2 separate regions of the Bos taurus genome follow, and region 1 is linked to region 2. Evidence: chromatin contacts called from public Hi-C data. All regions are on one chromosome and are shown on one strand. Each heading gives the region's core, a stretch centred on a gene start, on an enhancer-like site or on the middle of the called end of the contact. The rest is flanking DNA. Distances are from core to core; before and after follow the strand shown.

Region 1 (2,719 bases), core at 100-2,599, 200 kb before region 2:
AGGAATACGTCAAGGCTGTATATTGTCACCCTGGTTATTTAACTTATATGCAGAGTACATCATGAGAAACGCTGGGCTGGAAGAAGCACAAGCTGGAATCAAGATTGCCAGGAGAAATATCAATAACCTCGGATATGCAGATGACACCACCCTTACAGCAGAAAGTGAAGAACTAAAGAGCCTCTTGATGAAAGTGAAAGAGGAGAGTGAAAAAGTTGGTTTAAAGCTCAACATTCAGAAAACAAAGATCATGGCATCTGGTTCCATCACTTCATGGGAAATAGATGGGGAAACAGTAGAAACAGTGTCAGACTTTATTTTGGGGGGGGCTCCAAAATCACTGCAGATGGTGATTGCAGCCAAGAAATTAAAGGACGCTTGTTCCTTGGAAGAAAAGTTATGATCAATCTAGATAGCATATTAAAAAGCAGAGACATTACTTTGCTGACAAAGGTCTATCTAGTCAAGACTATGGTTTTTCCAGTAGTCATGTATGGATGTGAGTTGGAGTATAAAGAAAACTGATCGCTGAAGACTTGATGCTTTTGAACTGTGGTATTGGAAAAGACTCTTGAAAGTTCCTTGGACTGCAAGGAGATCCAACCAGTCCATCCTAAAGGAAATCAGTACTGAATATTCATTGGAAGGACTGATGGTGAAGCTGAAACTCCAAAAACTTTGGCCACCTGATGCAAAGAACTGACTCATTTGAAAAGACCCTGATGTTGGGAAAGATAGAAGGCGGGAGGAGAAGGGGATGACAGAGAATAAGATGGTTGGATGGCCTCACTGACTCCATGCACATGAGTTTGAATAAACTCCAGGAGTTGGTGATGGACAGGGAGGCCTGGTGTGCTGCAGTCCATGGGGTCGCAAAGAGTTGGACGCGACTGAACTGAACTGAAATCTCAGAAATGGACGTCGGAAAATTGAAATCAACAAAGACAGATTTGCCTAGATCACAGTCTGAACCTGTAGGGTTCGCTAAATTTTCCGAAGACTCTCAGGCCTGCCGATGAGGCTGTTCTGTCCGCTGGCCAAGGGAACAGGGAAAGCAAACTGAGCGACGTAGTTCACCAGCAAGCCGTCTCCCAAAGACATCGGCCCCGCCCTCCTCCAACTCGAATAACGATTGGTCTGGAGGCGCGGCGGGGGTGGGGTGGGGGCGGAACCAGGACGCCCCGCCCCGGCTGGGGGTCAGGCCGCCATTTTGGGTTGTGTGGGTTTCCGGGACGTTCCGCGTGCCCCCTCGCTTCCGGGCAGTTCCGCACGTCAGAGGCCCCCGGGGCCCGCGTCCGAGCGTCAGGTTGGAGCCGGGAAGCGTCCCTGGGGGTAGCGGCGGCGGGGGCAGGATGAGCGCGGAGGCGGCGGACCGGGAGGCGGCCACCTCCAGCCGCCCCTGCACCCCGCCGCAGACCTCCTGGTTCGAGTTCCTGCTGCAGGAGTCGCTGTTGGAGAAACACCTGCGCAAGCCCTGCCCGGGTAAGCGCGGCGCCCGCGGCCCAAGGATTGCCCTCGGGGCTCCCGCCGCCCCGCGCCTTCTGTCGCTACCCCGCGGCCCGGGGAGGCGGGCCTCGGGGCTGAGCCCTGGCGCCGCCCCGTCTCTGACTGGGCATCAAACCTGCCGGCGCGGGGCGCCGCTCCGGGAGGCCTAAGAAAAGCGGGAAACAGAGCCCCTCCCGCTCCCGCCCCCTATTAGTGTTTGCCGTCTTGTCGCCTCTCAGGTGGCCTTGTGACCGTACTCGGGTTCGGGGGGAGGGGGTCTCAGCCCTCCCCTGGGGCTGAACCCCGGACAGTTTGGGCGGGGGGTGCGGTCTGCGGAGACATCAGCTGTTCAGAGGCTGGTCCTGACGCTGAATATCTTAGGTCCGTATTTTAACTGTTTGATTCCTCAACAAACGGATTCTGCTGACTCAATTATTCCAAAGTTGGGTTGTAAATCAAAGCGAAAACTTCTGAAAGCAGAAAATGCTATCACAGTTGCAAGATGGTTATTGTATAATGATGTTTATGATTGATACTGCAGTTCAGGAGTGCTGTTCAGGGAGGGTGGGAAATAACAGGTATTTCTGGAAAGAGGTGCTGGCATGAAAAGGTAAGTTCCTTGGATGATAAATTGCTGACGAGAGTTCGAATCCAGATGTGCTTGTTCAGTCTAATCCACTGGTAATTAGACTAATCCACCACTAATGAGCTGGTGGAGACTCCTGTGCGAGAAGTTGGTGTACTTCACGTGGGCGGTTTTACCACTATATTGTATTAATGTGCTTTTAATTCAGTTTGTTGAGTGTTTCTGGGTGCCAAGCTCTGTGCTTCATGCTTCACAGCTGCATTCTCGTTTAATTCCGTCTTCATGATAATCCTGTGAGGTAGGTGGTCCTCTATTTTGCATTGACAGAAACAGGTGCAGAGGTAACTTGATGCAAGTCCCACTAATTAAGCCTTAAAGCAATAATTTTAAACATGGCATTTCTTTCCCCTAATTTGACAGTTGTTTGCCGAACTGAAATCTGTAACCATTATGTTCTGTCGTCTAAAGTGCTTTTGTCTGCAAGGATCTGTTATCTTCCCTTCTTACATCCTTCCTGATCTTTCGTTTATAATAGCCAGGCTCACTTCTTGTGAATCATAATCCTTATTCATTGTAACTACACAACTGTTTGGATCCCCTTTTTTATCCCTTAACTTTCAAAAAAAGTTGAATAGTTGATTTATAATG
Region 2 (2,849 bases), core at 135-2,634:
GCAGGAGGAGAAGGGGACGACAGAGGATGAGATGGCTGGATGGCATCACTGACTGGATGGACGTGAGTCTGAGTGAACTCCGGGAGATGGTGATGGACAGGGAGGCCTGGTGTGCTGCGATTCATGGGGTCACAAAGAGTTGGACACGACTGAGCGATTGATCTGATCTGATCTGATCTTGGGTCCACAAAAGCAGAACTCTCTCCCTTGGGTTTAAGGAGAATCATTAAGCTGGAGTTACAAATGCTTGGGTTGAGGCTGAAAGGTAAACAGAGGCTATTGTCATGGAGGAACTTTATCCAACACTCAGCAAAGTTTGTCAGTCAGGAAAGGATCATGATCAGAAGTACATTTTAGAAAGAACTAGTGTGGCTCCTTGGAAGAAAAGCTATGACCAACCTAGACAGCATGTTAAAAAGCAGAGACATTACTTTGCTGACAAAGGTTTGTCTAATCAAAGCTCTGGTTTTTCCAGTAGTCATGTATGGATGCAAGAGTTGGACCCTAAAGAAAGCTAAGCGCTCAAGAATTGATGCTTTTGAACTGCGGCGCTGAAGAAGACTCCTGAGAGTCCCTTGGACTGAAAGGAGATCCAACCAGTCAATCCTAAAGGAAATCAGACCTGAATATTCATTGGAAGGACTGATGCTGAAACTGAAACTCCAGTACTTTGGCCACCTGATGTGAAGAGAGGACTCATTGGAAAAGACCTCGATGCTGGGGAAGAATTAAGGCAGGAGGAGAAGGGGACGACAGAGGATGAGATGGTTGGATGGCATCACAGTCTCAATGGACATGAGCCTGAACAAGCTCCGGGGAGATGGTGATGGACAGGGAGGCCTGGCGTGCTGCAGTCCATGGGGTCGCAAAGAGTCGGACACTAACTTAGCGACTGAACTGAACTGAAGAGTGTGGCGGCAGCAGGAAACGTCTGGTCAAACCTGGACGCAGGAGGTGTTACTTGGATCCAGATGTAAGCAGCTTGGACCAGGTCTGGGGTCCTGGCAACTAGACTCAACTGTAACATTTCACCGGCCTGAGGTTAAGAGGGCCTAAGGAGGCTCACATGCCATGTGAATAATTGTTTAAAAGTTATAAATCAAGCTAGTAAACTGTTAAATTATTCTCCATTCTCCTATCTCGATAAACACATCTTCAGGAGGGCCTGGAAGGGAAGGGGAGAGCCTGGGCGGAATCCCTGGGACTCAGGCGGGGCTCTCCCTGAGGTGCACGGCGGCAGACCACAGCGACACCTGGCTCCTCTCCGAGCAGCGGCCAGAGGTCGCCTTCCTGTCGCCTCGCCCTGCTGCTTGACCTGCCGGGGGCGTGGCCGAGCGTAGCCGCGCGCCGAGAACGCGGGGTCGAAGGGCAGGCGGCGTCGGTGTCATGGCGGCCTCCACCTTGGGCTCGGCGTGGGGACCTCTGCGGCTCGGCGTCCCCGGCCTGTGTCGCCGCCGACCACCCCGGGGCCTGTGGGCGCGCGCACGGCGGCTTTCGGAGCCCGTAGCGTCCGGGAGGAGCGTGGCCGCGGGTAGTGGACTTGGCGCCTCGGGCACTGACCGCTACTGCTTGGAGCTGCTGCGGTGAGAGAGCCCGGCCTGCCCCGAGGTCGGGGAGCAAAGCCGGAAGGGACCCTCGTGGGCGCGGCGGGCCTCGAGGCCGACCTGCCTCTTGGCATTCCAACGCGTGTGCCCTGGGGTCATCCCTGGGTGTGTGGTGGGAGTGAAGCCACAGGAGCTTTCACATCGGTCCCAAAATTGTGGCAAAATTCCTTCGTCTGTCATGTAGCTTGAGTCTTAACGTTAAGCTTTTTACATGAGTGTTTTTTTTTAATGTGAAAGATGACTAGTAATTAATTTTAAGTAAGCAGTGGCTAACTTTGAGTTCTTCTTGTGTGTCAGTCAGGCATTATGCAAAATATTAGTTTACAAGTAATTTATGTAATCTTCGCCACAAAGTATGACGGACAGTTGTACACTCCGAGTTTTATGAATTAAAACATTTAGAACAATGTCTGGCTTAAAGCAGGGGCACAGTGAGTACAGTATAAACGGTATTATCTTATTTAGCAGATATGGAAGCAGATTTAGAGAGAATTCAGGGGATTTACCCGAGTTCAGTGGAATCTAAGCCTCATAAAGTCAGAGGCTTAATGACGATTTTGTTCAGGTAACACGTGAAAAGCACAGAGGAGTGAATTGGATGTTTCAGGTTACCTGATACATCTCGGCAGGGGCCTGTCTTGGATTCCAGGTCTGACTTCAGGGATGAATGGTTTAAAATACACCGCTCCCCTCCCCGACTCTGCTGCCTTTGATTAATAAAAGCGGCAGAAGGTCTCAAAATATCTGGTCTCAAGGGCTTCTGAGAAGTGCTAGAGTAGTTAACCACCCTGGATTTGATTGGGCTAGTAAATCCCAATTTTTTGGAATTCCGTTATAGCAAAATGTAGTATAATGACAGAATTCCCATGCATTTCAGTGTTTTGTTTTTAATGCTTTTAAAAATAGTGTACCTATCCCCCCTTGTTTACTTGTTGATTACTTATGGAGAAACAAGGTAGCATTAGTGGAAATCAGGGCATTAAAAATTGTAAAAGCCAAAATAGTTATATTCATTTTTATATAGTTTAAAATTACCACTTTTTGATAATAAACAGTTTAGGTTACCAAAATGTATACCATCCACAGTCACTTGTTCAGTGCGGTTTTTCTTTGACACCAGTAGTGTCCTCTGACTTTCCTATCCAGGGTTGAGTCGCTCTTACAGATTTCTTTTATGTTCTTCTAGTAATAGTCTGTAGATATCACAGAACAGCTTTTCTCAAATATATATTTACAAATGGGGAG

The links. A called contact is a pair of places that touch in the nucleus more often than the background predicts.
Region 1: a Hi-C map of liver shows a contact between it and region 2, with 2.4 times the contacts expected there. The contact joins the promoter of INTS8 here to the promoter of NDUFAF6 in region 2. A contact is called at or near these places in 2 of 11 Hi-C or Micro-C datasets (liver and an unstated tissue).

Annotation. Positions count from the first base shown.
Region 1 is chr14:69,504,280-69,506,998 of ARS-UCD2.0, reverse strand. It overlaps INTS8 (integrator complex subunit 8), which reads left to right and starts at 1,349. Exons shown (of 27, transcript NM_001102556.1): 1 at 1,349-1,482. The coding sequence starts at 1,353.
Region 2 is chr14:69,300,129-69,302,977 of ARS-UCD2.0, reverse strand. NDUFAF6 (NADH:ubiquinone oxidoreductase complex assembly factor 6) reads left to right here and starts at 1,384. Exons shown (of 9, transcript NM_001105389.1): 1 at 1,384-1,583. The coding sequence starts at 1,387.